2 separate regions of the Mus musculus genome follow, and region 2 is linked to region 1. The links are chromatin contacts, called in public HiChIP or PLAC-seq maps. All regions are on one chromosome and are shown on one strand. The core of a region is the stretch at or near the end of the contact, and the rest is flanking DNA. Distances in the headings are between cores, read along the strand shown. Region 1 has its middle 97 kb from the start of Gm25387. Region 2 has its middle 550 kb from the start of Ccdc85a.

Evidence for each region. HiChIP or PLAC-seq counts read pairs in DNA pulled down with a chosen protein or histone mark.
Region 2: a contact with region 1 is called in an H3K27ac HiChIP or PLAC-seq map of embryonic stem cells, with 6 times the contacts expected there. The contact joins two enhancer-like sites. A contact is called at or near these places in 1 of 484 Hi-C or Micro-C datasets (embryonic stem cells) and 3 of 115 datasets of contacts at active chromatin or transcription factors (embryonic stem cells and epiblast stem cells).

What each region holds. Positions count from the first base shown.
Region 1 is chr11:27,220,194-27,224,008 of GRCm38.p6, forward strand. No RefSeq gene overlaps it. Among named protein-coding and RNA genes, the nearest start is that of Gm25387, 97 kb to the right of the region's middle. Within about 2 kb of position 1,913, at least 9 of the 459 cell types and tissues checked have an H3K27ac peak or open chromatin away from gene starts, as enhancers often do. A contact at or near this core is called in embryonic stem cells, where this site is marked.
Region 2 is chr11:28,034,207-28,038,007 of GRCm38.p6, forward strand. No RefSeq gene overlaps it. Among named protein-coding and RNA genes, the nearest start is that of Ccdc85a, 550 kb to the right of the region's middle. Within about 2 kb of position 1,540, at least 10 of the 459 cell types and tissues checked have an H3K27ac peak or open chromatin away from gene starts, as enhancers often do. A contact at or near this core is called in embryonic stem cells, where this site is marked.

The DNA.
Region 1 (3,815 bases), core at 663-3,162:
CCCCCCAAACTGTTTTTTCCTGTTTACCTTTCTCTACCCTCCCTCCCCTGTGAATTTTGCTATAAAAATAAAATAGAATTACATTTCTGCAGTCATTTTTAAAAATCCAATCTTTTTCGTCAAATAAATGTCAACTTGAAATTTTTGTGTATTTTAAGATAAAAACTATAAAATAAAGAAATAGGGTTTTCTCCTTAATTCTCTAGCATATAAATACCCATAAATCATTTGCAGCAAATGCTGCGAGCAAGGCAAGCCATGAGAGCATGGAAGACACATATCCATGCCAGTATTTTCGTGTTCTGTAATTTAGAGAAAGTACTTCATCTGAAATTCTATGAATAATACAATTCAAGCTAAGAGCACCTCTGTGAGAGCTCCAGTAGAATCAAGCAGCATACTCCATGCCAAAACTCATCAACGCCTCTCAGGGGGCACAGGGGGCATAGAAAAAAATCTGCAGCAGTTGTTTGGCAGAAAACAATCACTAATATTTTTCAAGGAAAGACGGTAAAGGAAGATATTACGTATATAAAAAGGTAAGTGTGTAACAAATAGTTTAACTGTTGTATTAGTGAACCCCCCAAAGTGGACAGGAGCTGATCTGATGCAAATCACAGCAGGATCTTTATTCCACTAGCTCAGGTTCCCCAGGCCACTGCCAACATGTGGAACAAATTTGGTAGAAAGGAGTAGGGAATATCTAAAGTTTTATAGAAAGCAGCAAGAGGCCAGTGGGTGTTTCTAGCCTGGCAAGCATCTAACTGGAGAGCTACCATGTCCTTTAGTGTAAACTGACTGATACTGGGAGTCAAACCATAAACTTCACTTCACTTCTCTTTGTGTTGATGGTTATTAGTCAGGGGGACAGGGTTGTTGAAATTAACCTGGAAATGCTGGATTTGTTGGGGATTAGCTATAGAAACTGGAGTTTCTAGGTTTTGTTGGGGAGTAAATTGAAAACTAATGCCTTTTAGTTTACCTGAGTTCAAGTTTTCTGAAATGAAGTCTGAATTTAAGATTTGGTCTCTCGGGGCTGGAGAGATGGCTCAGCAACTGATCTTCCAGAGGTCCTGAGTTCAATTCCCAGAAACCAAGTGTTGGCTCACAACCATCTGTAATAGGATCTGATGCCCTCTTCCGGTGTGTCTGAAGAAAGCAATGATGTACTCATATACATTAAATAAATAGATAAATAAATAAATAGATAGATAAATAGATTTTAAATAGATAAATAAATAAATCTTTTTTTAAAAAAATCAAAAAAGATTTGGTCTCTCATAACAACTTTGTAGAATTTTATGATTCTTTATATTTTACAAACAGCAAGTGCCGCTTGCCAGTTGGAGCGATATATAAACCAGACAATTTGCTACTTTGAAACATTAAAGTACAAATCCCTGCTTATTTTCTCTGGAATAGCAACAGCCACAAACTACTTCCTGTGCTGACACTATCTATCTATTATGTTATTTATTTCTGCTCTTTTGTTTTCAAGCCCTGATGTCAATCATTATTCCAGCTGTTCTCTCTTAAGCTACTATGACAGTTTCTTTGTCAGACTTTTTGTCTTTTATTTCCATCCCAACACAGAAATCATACTGATATTCAGTGATCCTCCTTTCTTGCCACAAAATCTGATTTTTATAGCTTGTCAGAAGACATCTGAGCTGCTACCCAGGTTGAATCTCCAGATTATCATGAACTGAAATTGCTATGCATCAAGGCTTGTGTTCTGTCACGATGCTGTTTCCCTTCCTTCAGCACAAATCTCCTGTATATACCTTAACAAATTGCCGCACTCCTCACAGCTTAAACCAACAGGAATTTATTCTCTCATTACAGACATTCTGAAGCTCACCATTAGGATGTCAGCTGTGTTGATTTCCTTGAGGGACCCTAAGGGGTTTTCCAGTCCCACACCCTCCTTAACACTTCCCCCTCCTGCCTGGAGTCAAGGCTAGTCCAAGTTCCATTCTCCACCCACAGGAACATTCCTGAGTAAAACAATCTCAGAATGTACTGACTGATAATTACTTGAGCCTCTGGAAAGTCTCAGGTAGAGTTCAAATGCCTGTCATGCTTGCTAGCCAATAGATTTAAAGGTCTATATGCTTAGACAACAAGTTTGAACTATAACCTTGCTGATGAAACCTGTGAACCTAAAAAATATAAAAACTGCTCATAATAGTTGTTTGGGGTCACTTTCTTAGTAACTTGCCTTGATGGACTAATTGAAGGTCGACCCTGATATACCCAAAAATAAACCTCTTTGTTTTGCATAGATCTGCATATCTCTTTGGGCATCTCAAAGTAAGTACCATTGACAAAAGGTCAGTGTCTTACACTCTCAAGATTCCTTGAGGTAGGTTCCCTATTCCATGTCTTTTGTTGGCTGCCTGAAACCCTTGGTTTCTGCATAAGTTCCATTTCTGCCCCCCTCTGTTTCACTGTGTGTAGTGGTTTGAATGAGAATGGCCCCTATAGGCTCATAGATTAGAATAATTGTTCAATAGGACGTGGCACTACTTGAGCAAGATTAGCAGATACTACCTTGTTCGAGAAAGTGTGTCATTGAAGGTTGGACTTTAAGGTTTCAAATCACAAGCCAGGTCCAGTGTCTCTCTCTTCCTGTTGCCAGCTATCAGGATATGGAACTCTCAGCTACTTCTCTGGCACTATGTCTGTTTGTATGACTCTATGATTTTTGCCATGATGAAAATGGACTAGACCTTTGAAACATGAAGGAAGCTCACTTAAATGCTTTCTTTTTATAAGAGTTGCTGTGGACATAGTGTCTCTTCACAGCAATAGACTACTAAGACAGAAACTGGTACTAGAGATCAGGTTATTGCTGTGGTAGGTCTGACCATGCTATTTATTTAAGGAATGCTGAAGACTTTGGGACTTTGGGCTAGAAAACTAGTTGAATGTTTTAAGCATGATAAATGGGCCATCTTAGGAGGAACATAAAAGACAATGGTGCTGAAGATAGAGGAGGTAAACCTGAATAACATTGCTAGGTGGTCTAGAAACTGTTCTTGTGATAATTTAAAGAATGTGGCTGCTTTATATACTTGTTGAGGAAATATGCCTGAGGCTAGTAACTCCTGGACTATTTCTATTCATTTTTTTTTTTTTTTGGTATTTATTTCATTTACATTTCCAATGCTATCCCAAAAGTCCCCCACCCATTCCCCACCCACCCACTCACACTTCTTGGCCCTCGTTCTCCTGTACTGAGACAGATAAAGTTTGCACGACAAATGGGCCTCTCTTTCCACTGATGGCCGACTAGGCCATCTTCTGATACATATGCATCTAGAGTCAAGAGCTCTGGGGGAGGGGGTACTGGGTAGCTCATATTGTTGTTCCACCTATCCGGTTGCAGACCACCCCAGCTCCTTGGGTACTTTCTCTAGCGCCTCCATTGGGGGCCCTGTGATCCATCCATTAGCTGACTGTGAGCATCCACTTCTGTGTTTGCTAGGCCCCAGCATAGTCTCTCAAGAGACAGCTACATCTGGGTCCTTTCGATAAAATCTTGCTAGTGTATGCAATGGTGTCAGCGTTTGGAAGCTGATTATGGGATGGATCTCCGGATATGGCAGTTTCTAGATGGTCCATCCTTTTGTCTCAGCTCCAAACTATGTCTCTGTAACTCCTTCCATGGGTGTTTTGTTCCCAATTCTAAGAAGGGGCAAAGTGTCCACACTTTGGTCTTTGTTTGTCTTGAGTTTCATGCGTTTAGCAAATTGTATCTTATATCTTGGGTATTCTAAGTTTCTGGGCTAATATCCACTTATCAGTGAGTA
Region 2 (3,801 bases), core at 290-2,789, 810 kb after region 1:
CTCACATGGTGGGTCCTAGTTAAAGAAATTAAAGTTAAATAAACAAATATGAAAGAAGGAGGGAGATGTTAGAAAGAAGACGTTCAGCAAGAATGGAAGAGGAAATAGGAGAGGTTGTTGGACTGTAAATGTGATAACATTTTATGTATAAGTATGAAATTATAAAATAATAAATTGAAAAGGAATATGTCTAAATCATACAAATGAACACAAATGTACAATAAAAATATAAAGTTACAAAACATATCTGGAAAATCTCTAAGCGATGCACATATAAATATACAAGTGTCAAATACCAAATGAGAAGGAAAATATTTGTGAATAAATGAAATTTAAAACAAAACATCAGAATTCTTGGGAGACAAATGACATCAGACACAAAAGTAAAGACGCTCACCCTCACTAGATACTCCCAAAGCTCATTATCATTGTTTAAGGACAGAATACCAAATAAGCTGGAGAAGAGGAACAGCAGAGATGTCAGTGATAAAAGCAGAAATAGACTCTACACCTACAAATAAAGAAAATAAGTCAATGGATCAGAAAACTGAACATGCTATGAGACACTAGCTAGATAAATGAAGAAAAGGAGAGAAGATGTACCAAGAAACAACCTGACAGAGCCATGGAACCTAAAAATGTTTAAAATAATAAAATAGAAATAATATAAAAAACACAAACTGCAAAAGTCTCACTTCAGGAGTAGATGACTTAAACAGTCCTATAAATATAAATATATAAATAAATATAGATATGAATATAAATATAAATGAGAATTAAAATCTAAGTCTAAAATATTCCCAAATGAAAATTTTCTACTCAGTTTTCACAGATGAAATCTAGCTGTTTCTGAATATTTAGAGCAGGGCACTTTCACCTTTTAATTTGTTGACAGGATTACCCTTAAAACAGGATCAAAGGTTTTACATAAAATCGAAGACATACCAACATCCTTCAGAATTAAAGGCCCAAAATGTCCACAGTTGGATTGAAGACTTATAATGTTCCAAATGTCGATTCTATTTAATCAAATCAAATTTAACAATAAATATTAAATATACATTCTTAAATCAGATTGCTAACAAAAACTTTTTGAAATGCAAAATGTCAACAATATAAACCACCACACAGAATCTAAGTAAGAACTCATCACAGTCATATGGATCGATAACTGATTCAATATTTAACACTTGTAATGATAAAAGAGAATACTATCTATAAAATGGCAATAAAAATTGTTGGAAGCCAACCCACTGGTCACATGGCCGGGTTTCACCTGAGAGGCAAGCCAGCACTAGAAGGAGAGGGGAACTAGGCAGTCGAGAGATAAATGGAGCTAAGTCAAGATTCCTGATCAAAGCTCAAATGTTTAATAGCAAATGTGCTATTAAAGGGGTTGGGGGAGAGAGAGGCCCATTCCTGCCAATTCATTCTTGGAGCCTGGAACCAGCTGCAGGTGATGACATGCAGGATAGAGTGTAGTCTGCCAAATACCTCAGGGGCCTCTCAGCAGGTAGCTTGAAGGAGAACAGCAGCAGTGGCTGAACAATAGAGAGACCAAGGGAGGAAGGCTCCACCCTAGGTAATCTTAGTGGCAGCAAGGTCAAGGTCTGACTCAGCCTGCTTCAGGATGGGGGAGGGGGCTACAATTCCCCCCCTGTTATTAATATTAAAAAAAAACTGGACTGAGGCATAAAATGTATTTATGCTCTATAGTCCTGCCTGGGAGTTATGGTGGCTGGCGGCTGCACCTGTCTTAGGAAATCTTAGATCATCCCGAACCATCTAATTACGTCTTGGAGGCTACATACAGCTTGTTTGTGTTTATTTCACACAAAACATGGCTCCGTGGTGTGTTATCAACAGCCACAGCCTTTTGGCATGTACATCTGTCTTAAATTGGTATGGTTCAGAGATCTGGGTGCCCATCTTTGACTGTCCGGCCCTCATAGCACATCCTATTCCCAATTCAGACCAAAGCCACAATATATACTTAGAATGCTTCTTCATGAAGATTAATAACTGCCACCTGAGCTGTTGGAGACAAGGCTGCACACCTGCTGCAGTCAGGCTGAGGGGCTTTGACTAACCTGCTTGAAAAACAATGGGAGACAGTGAAAAGCAACAGTACAAAAGCTTCTTTGGGGAAGTCCAGGTACTCGATTCAATTGCAAATTAGCAATGATCAAGCTTAGACTATGAGCTCCTGGTGTGGGGGAGGTGACTTTGAGAATCACAGAAAGGCTGTAACTTTCTGGGAGAGGAGGCTGTGCTCCACATTAACTTTTAGGCTAAAGAGGATCTTTAGCTATAATCAAGGTTAGAGTCATACTTACTGGAAGATTTGGGATCTGTCTCCAGTTGATGAACTAATCTCTCAGGCAGCCTTTGAGCTCCGTCTTCTTTTTGTGAAAAAACAGACCGAGCCCCTTCCCCAGATTAGGACTGGGTCTGCACCCTTCCATCCGTTAGTTAATGGATCCCACCACTTTACCATGGCATAAGAACTAAAAGTAACTGGATGCCAGTGGCGATCCGCTGCAGACTAACCTTTAACATCAGTTTGCAAAAAATTTAGAACAAATAAAGCAAAGGCAAGATGTGCCTTTGGTGACCTTGGGGGATATAACTGCTCCTGTTTTGTTTTAAAAAGCCAATTTTTTAAAGTGTGATGAGCACGTTCAACTATTCCTTGTCCCATGGGGTTATAAGGAATTCCAGTTTTATGTTTGATGCCAAATTCTTTACAAAATGATGTAAATTTTTTGCTAGAATAGGATGGCCCGTTATCTGTCTTAATAAGTTTAGGCAATCCCGTTGCATTAAAGGCTTGTAGACCATGATCAATTACATTTTTGGAGGCTTCTCCAGTATGCAGAGAAGCAAAAAGAAATCCTGAACAAGTGTCAATACAAACATGTATATATTCTAATTTTCAAATTCTGCATAATGAGTTACATCCATTTGCCAAATATGATTAGGCATAAGACCTCGTGGATTAACTCCTAAATGTGGCACTGGAGATAATGTAATACATTTAGGACATGTTTTACAATCATTCTTGTCTGTTCCTTAGTGATCTTATGTCGGAGCCTTAAGGTATGGCTAGAGAGATGAAATTTTTCATGATCACGTTTGGCCAAAGCAACAGCATCTGAATTTAAGGCCTCTCCTATTAGAGCTCTGTCGATGCAATCATTGCCTGCTGCTAAAGGTCCAGGAAGACCAGAATGAGATTGTATGTGGCCAATGTAGAACAGATGTTTTCGGGCAGGAATGATGTTTTGCAATTGTAAAAAACAGGGATCCTGCTAGTATATTAAAGTTAAATGTACCACAGGTCTCCAATAAGGGTACCGATTGTGCAACATATAAACTATCAGTAAAAATATTAAAAAGCCTCATTTACAGACTGAAAGACATTCAGTACTGCTGTTAATTCTGCTAATTGAGCTGAGAAGCCAGGAGTCTTTATGATTAACTGTTGATTATTTATAAGATATCCAGCTTGCCCTTTAGAGGAGCCATCAGTAAACACCAGAACAACATTGTGTAAGGGTTGTAAAGAAGGCATATTAGGAAATATCACCTCATGTACATTCATAAATTTTATCAACCTATCTTGAGGGTAGTGGCTATCTATAGTTCCTTTAAATCCTATTTGAGCAAGCAACCAATTTGTACTGTGCTGTTTCAGCCAAGTGTCTCAATCTATGTGGTAAGGCTGAACAATAATATCTGGTTCTTTGCAAAAACAAGTTAGTGCCTGCTTCCTTCCAAGGATAATCTCTGAACTACTGC